Linked DNA regions of Macaca mulatta: region 1 is linked to region 2. Evidence: chromatin contacts called from public Hi-C data. All regions are on one chromosome and are shown on one strand. The core of a region is the stretch at or near the end of the contact, and the rest is flanking DNA. Distances in the headings are between cores, read along the strand shown.

Region 1 (3,265 bases), core at 462-2,961, 48 kb before region 2:
GACCTTTGCAGTAAATAATCTCTGAAAACAGGTTAATTTTTTTTTTTTAAAACTTTTTTGAGATGGAGTCTCGCTTTGCAGCCCAGGCTGGAGTGCAGTGGCGCGATCTCAGCTCACTGCAGCCTCCACCTATCGGTACAAGCGATTCTCCTGCCTCAGCCCCCAGAGTAGCTGGGATTACAGGCGTCAGCCACCACGCCTGGCTAATGTTTTGTATTTTTAGTAGAGACAGGGTTTCGCCATGTGTTGGACATGCTGGTTTCAAGCTCCTGACCTCAGGTGATCCACCCACGTCGGCCTCCCAAAGTGCTAGGATTATAGACATGAGCCACCCCGCCCCGCCAGTACTAACCCGGCCCGACCCTGTTTAGCTTCCAAGATCAAAAGAGATCGAGCGCCTTTCAGGGCGGTATGGCCATTAAATTTTGCATTTTTAGTAGAGACAGGGTTTCTCATTGTTGGCCAGGGTGGTCTCCAACTCCTGACCTCAGGTGATCCGCCCGCCTCAGACTCCCAAAGTGCTGGGATTACAGGCGTGAGCCACCGCGCCTGGCCACCTTCATTTAATATATAGAAAATAGGCTACAGAGTTTCTCCACAAATTAGTGGTGGGGGCAGCCCTCCAACCCACCTTTTCTGAATCTGCCTGCATTGACTCTTTGCCAGACAACAGGCCGGGAAAAAGTGATAATGGTAATGATATAATGGCAGCCAACATTTGACTACAAACTATGTACTTGTTGCAAGTGCTTTAAATTCTCACACTTTATGGAGCTAATACTATTTTTTTTTTTTTTTTTTTTTTTTTTTTGAGATGGAGTCTTGCTCTGTCCCCCAGGCTGGAGTGCAGTGGCGAGATCTCGGCTCACTGCAACCTCCGCCTCCCCGGTTCAAGCGATTCTCCTGCCTCAGCCGCCTGAGTAGCTGGGATTACAGGCCCGTGCCACCATGCCTGGCTAATTTTTGTATTTTTAGTGGAGACGAGGTTTCACTATGTTGGCCAGGCTGGTCTCGAACTCCAGACCTCAGGTGATCCGCCCGCCTCAGCCTCCCAAAGTGCTGGGATTACAGGCATGAGCCACCGCGCCAGGCGGATACTATCATTGCCAACTTTTGTGTGTGCGTGTGCTACAATTTCATTTTCAGTACTCTACCAGTCTTTAATCATCCCTCTTAGGGACCAGCAGAGAGACAGCGGTATTTGGGGAGAACGGAGAACAGACTGAGAAAGGGGAGTGCGTTACCCCTCCTCTCCAAGCTCTTAAAGTCTGAAGCAGGAAACTGCACACTAAGAATGTACAAGGCTGAGAGTGGGTTTGGTCTTTGAAATTTTAGCCTCCTCCTACCCGCTTCAACCTCGCCACCTCCGCGTGTCCCCAGTTTCGATGTGGATGATCAACTTGGGTAATATTTTTGTTACCCGCCACCTTTCAGCACCTACCTCTTAAATTATGGGTCCGTCTGGTTCAGCATCTCTGTCCCCAGCCCTCCTGGGCTGGGCCTGCCCCTGCTCTGGCTTTGCCGCGGCATTCCCGCTGCCATGGTGATGCGGAGGCCGGCCACAGGCCCCGCCCGCCTCCAGCCAGCCCGAGCCAGCCCCTGCCGGCCTTGGTCCCGCCTCCGGCCCGCCGGATCCCGCCTCCTGCAGGTCCTGACCGCCCCCGCGCCCCCGGACCCAGATCCTCCCACTGCCGTTCCGGACCCGCCTCCCAGGAGCCCCGACAACAACCAATCCCGGCAAGGACCTCAAGGGAACTGCGCCCTCTGCCAATGGTAGCCCGCCCCCTGTTATTCCCAAACCCCACCCGCCTCCAGCTCCGCCTCCAACCGCGGCCTGGGGGTGGGGCCGGAAGGCCTCTCTACTGGCTGGACTTTCGAACCGCCCTTAAAACTGGGCGGGATGCGCTGTCCTCGCGAGGAGCCTTGGGGCCCCGCCCCAGAAAACACGCCAGGCATGTTTCTCAGGCCATTTATTGATCCTAGCGGCCCCGCACCTGCGAGAGCCAACAGTCCCTCCGAGGGAAGTTTCCGGGCCTCGCTGTGCTGTCGGTTATCAGTGTCTTGAGGTTCTGTAGGCCCATGGTTGGAGAGCGCTTCCTCCACGCCTCATCCCCCTCCCCCATTTGTCTGTTAAGGTCTGGAGCCTGACTCAGCCCAAGCCAGCCCTGGTGTCTGAATGTAAAAGCTCAGAATGCTTTTCCAGAGCACCTCCCCTTCAGCTTTGGAGTTTAAGGTGTGTGAAAAAGGATACCATTAATTAAAGTCCGACAAGATCAGCCCACGTGCTTATAGGCTAACTTTTAACCTGCTCTTTCTGCACTTTTCAAGAGCAGGAGCAACAATGGTGAGGTCGAAGACCTACCTCCCTGCACACTCCACCTAACCTCATGTGGCTACCTAAGTTTAGCTATCCACTCATAGCTAAACCAACTATAACTCCAACCTAACAGTGGCAAGTAAGAGGCCAGGGGAGAAACTGGGACGCTCACAATTCCTGGGGCTTTGGAGTTCTTTAAGCTTAAAACGTGGCCAACATCCCTGGGTTGCCACCCAATTCCCCAAAGCTGTAGATTCTCCCCCACAGGAGTAGTGGTTAACGATGGACTGGGCCTTCCTCCCCAAGGCTCACACCAGGGTCCCGTTCTTGCTGTCATAGAGAGGTGTGGCCTGGGGGAAGCGAAGGGTCGCATACTCTGTAGCGTCTTCTAAATGCACTTGTTTCGCTTCCCAGGAATGGGGACGGCTGCACACTTGAATGTCAGCATAATGTAAGTTGCTGTCTTCCCACATGAGGCCTGGACTCCTCTCTTGAGACCCTTGCTGCTGTAACACCCGCTCATACGTGTGTCCTGTTGTTTCATGGCCCTGCGAGGAATGGATAGCATTAAGGGAGATTCATGGCTTGGTTTTGCCCCTCACCTCCAATGCAGGGGCAGGTCGACTGATGTCCCTTCGCTTTGCTCCTTTGAGGGGCAGAGGAGGACAGACAGAGCCAGCAAATTCTACAGGTGACTGAAATGTGTCTGTTGCAGGGCAAAAGAGCTGGCTACTGGGATCCCATGTCCGAGCAGCCCCGGAGAGGGGACAGAGGCCTGTCATTACCTTTGGGCCATTCTGCTGCAGCTGTCGTGGCTGTGGCTTCAGTGTCCGTCTTGCTTGGCTTCCTGAGGGGAAGAAATCCAACTTAAATTCATTCTCTCTTCCCTGTCTCTGTTGAGACTGCCTTTTCAACTCACTATTAAACTATCACGGCAGGCTTCCGTCT
Region 2 (3,275 bases), core at 344-2,843:
TCCTGATCCAGACCCCAAGAGACAAGAAAGAACTTAAGGTGAGTCTATAAAGCATAAGGAAGTTTATTAAGAAAGTAAAGGAATACAGAATGGCTACTCCATATGCAGAGCAGCCCTGAGGGCAGCCGGTTGCCCATTTTTAAGACTGTTGATTATACGCTAAACAAGGAGTGGATTAATTCATACCTCCCCTTTTTAGACCATATAGGGTAACTTCCTGACGTTTCCATGGCATTTTTAAACTGGCATGGCACTAGCAGTGAGGATGAACAGAGGTCAGTCTCATCGCCATCTTGGTTTTGGTGGATTTTAGCTGGCTTCTTTACCTGTTTTATCAGCAAGGTGTTTATGACCTGTATCTTGTGCTGAGCTATCTCATCCTGTGACTAAGAATGCCTTAACTTACTGGGAACGCAGCCCAGGTCTTAGCCTTATTTACCTAGCCCCTATTCAAGATGGAGTTGCTCTGTTATAAATACCTCTGACAATCTCACTTATAAGTGGGACCTAAACATGGAAACAACAGATGCTGCAGACTACTAACTAGAGTGGGGAGGGGGGTGGTGTGGGTTGAAAAACTATTAGGTGCCATATACCCATATAACAAACCTGCAACCTACCTGGGTGCAATATATCCACGTAACAAACTTGTACATGTACCCCCATATATAAATAAAAGTTGATTTTTTTAAAAAGGCTTACAACGCTCCCTGTGACCTGCCCCCTGCCTAACTCTTCAGTCTCATCTGTTACTCTCCCTCCAACTGCGTTTCAGCCCAATTCAACTATTCTGTTTCTCCATCAAGCTTTTGCATATATTGCTCTTTCTGCCTCTTCACGCCTCTTAACCCAGTTAGGATGTACTTTTACCCTCTTAGCTTTCAACTCGGGTTCACTTCATCCAAGGACTCTGACCCACTTCGCCCAAAAACTTGGTAACGTTCTCCTTCTGTGCGCTCCCATTGCACACTGAATCACTCCACGCATAGCACACACCCTGCCATATCAGAGTTGCCTCTTTTGCTCTGTGCATTCCCCACCAGACTGCAGGCTCACTGAAATCACAGGCCACGTCTTGTTCATCCATATATCGTAACCACTCTCACAGTGGCCTGGCACGCAATAGACCTCAATAATCTTTCTTGAATGAATAGAAGATAGGAGATTTAAGCACCTGGAGGAGAAATTTTGAGCAGCAGAGACACTGGGAGGCAGCCATTTCGGACGAGGTGAAAAAAGTTTCAAAACCTTCTGCGTCAAGAGCATGCGAGACACAGTCCAATCTCTCCTTGGCCTCAGCCCCGCCCCGTTTCTTTCACTCAGAACTCGCCTCACCCCTGTGACTGCTTGTGACCTCATGCAGGTGTGATGAAGTCGCTCAAGGCCATGCTTGGGCTAAAGGCACTATGATCTTCCCGAGGGGCTGAAAGGGCGAGGGGACAGGAAAGTGGGCGTCTTGCTTTTGCATTCATAGTTATTATCCTCCCAAGGAGTCGGTGCACCAGTTCGTCTAGACAACCGGGCGCCAAGGGTGCCTCATCAACTAGCGACGAGTGAAGAGGGGGCGGGCAGAGATCCGCGAAGGAAGTGACGTAAAACGAGCGCCACAGAGAACGCGAGCTGGGAGTCCGTGGAGGCCATGGCCCCTCGGCGCCTCCTGTTGGTTGGGGAGGGGAATTTCTCCTTCGCCGCCGCTCTGAGCGAAACCCTGGATCAGAACACTCGTCTTACCGCCACCTGCCTCCAGCGACAGGCCGAGTTGACCCGGGATCCAGTGGCCCGGGAGAATCTGCGGTACCTGCGCGAGCGAGGTAGCGAGCCCGCCCCTCTGCGAAGCCCCGCCCAGCGGCTGGCGCGTCCCAAAGTGGAAAGGGTGGGGGCGTGGGGATGTAACCCACGTGGAGACTGTTCTTGATCGTCCCACGGATATTCACATAAAGCCGGCTTTGTGCCCAGACTTGGGCTGGTCTGCACGGTGTAAGTTAGGAAGAGGTTTTCTGTTCCATGTCTTAAGGCGTCCTCCCATCTCTATTTTGCGCCCCTATACTATCTTTGCCAGGTATTGATGTACGTTTCGGTGTGGACTGCACCCAGCTGACAGATGTCTTTGAACTGCACGACAGAGAATTTAATCAAATTTATTTCAACTTTCCGCATTGTGGACGCAAAGCTGGCGTAGCTAAGAACAGGGAACTGCTTGCCAAGTTTTTCCAAAGGTGAGGAAAGGAGTGCCCTCACAAGGAAAATGTTTAAGATGTCCATAACATAGTTACTGTACCCAAACATAAGGCACACGTGCAAGCTACTATATGTTTAGAAGAGAATATAAAACATCAAAGGAACCCCCAATTTAGGTTGGAAAAATATATATAAATCCTAAATGCTAAATGAAAGTACAAATAGTGTACTCTTGGGTGTGTAAAAGACGATCATTTGTTTTTGACAGTGCAAAATAATGAGAGCCATATAGTCTAATGGCTAAGAACGTTCACTTAGAAGCCGGACTGCCTGGATTCAAATCCCAGCGCACCACTTAACAGTTGTTATTTTTTTATTTTTATTTTTTTTGAGACAGAGTCTCACCCTGTCGCCCAGGCGGGAGTGCAGTGGCGCAATCTCGGCTCACTGCAAGCTCCGCCCCCATTCTCCTGCCTTAGCCTCCCAAGTAGCTGGGAGTGTAGGCGCCCGCCACCACGCCCGGCTAATTTTTTGTATTTTTAGTAGAGACGGGGTTTCACCGTGGTAGCCAGGATGCTCTAAATCTCCTGACTTCATGATCCGCCCTCCTCGGCCTCCCAAAGTGCTGGGATTACAGGCATGAGCCACCATGCCTGGCCAACAGTTGTTATTTTAAGCAAGCTTACTGAATCTTTACATGCTTCCGTGTTCTCAAGTGTAAACTAGGGATATTAATAGTAACTAATTGGGCCAGGCGCGGTGGCTCACGCCTGTAATCCCAGCAGTTTGGGAGGCCGAGGTGAGCAGATCACCTGAGGTCAGGAAATCGAGACCATCCTGGCTACCACGGTGAAACCCGTCTCCACTAAAAATACAAAAAATTAGCCAGGTATGGCGGCATGCGCCTGTAATCACGGCTAGTTGGGAGGCTGAGGCAGGAGAATCACTTGAACTTGGGAAGTTGCGGTTGCAGTGAGCTGAGATTGTGCCACTGCACTCCAGCCTGGGCAACAGAGCAAGACTCCATCTCAAAAAAAAAAAAAAAGTAACAGCCTCATTAAATTATTGTGAACTGAAAACAATGCTCTACATGATTA

Evidence for each region. A called contact is a pair of places that touch in the nucleus more often than the background predicts.
Region 1: a Hi-C map of liver shows a contact between it and region 2, with 3 times the contacts expected there. The contact joins the promoter of DIXDC1 here to the promoter of FDXACB1 in region 2. A contact is called at or near these places in 4 of 14 Hi-C or Micro-C datasets (CD4 T cells, cortical neurons, fetal cortex germinal zone and 1 more).

What each region holds. Positions count from the first base shown.
Region 1 is chr14:112,673,631-112,676,895 of T2T-MMU8v2.0, reverse strand. DIXDC1 (DIX domain containing 1) reads right to left here and starts at 1,711. Exons shown (of 21, transcript XM_015115680.3): 1 at 1,442-1,711. It overlaps C14H11orf52 (chromosome 14 C11orf52 homolog), which reads right to left. Exons shown (of 4, transcript NM_001194789.1): 3 at 3,103-3,164; 4 at 2,203-2,865. The coding sequence ends at 2,626.
Region 2 is chr14:112,625,550-112,628,824 of T2T-MMU8v2.0, reverse strand. It overlaps FDXACB1 (ferredoxin-fold anticodon binding domain containing 1), which reads left to right and starts at 1,593. Exons shown (of 5, transcript XM_015115679.3): 1 at 1,593-1,811; 2 at 2,060-2,216. The coding sequence starts at 1,640. It overlaps CFAP68 (cilia and flagella associated protein 68), which reads right to left and starts at 1,523. Exons shown (of 4, transcript NM_001194787.2): 1 at 1,175-1,523. The coding sequence starts at 1,219.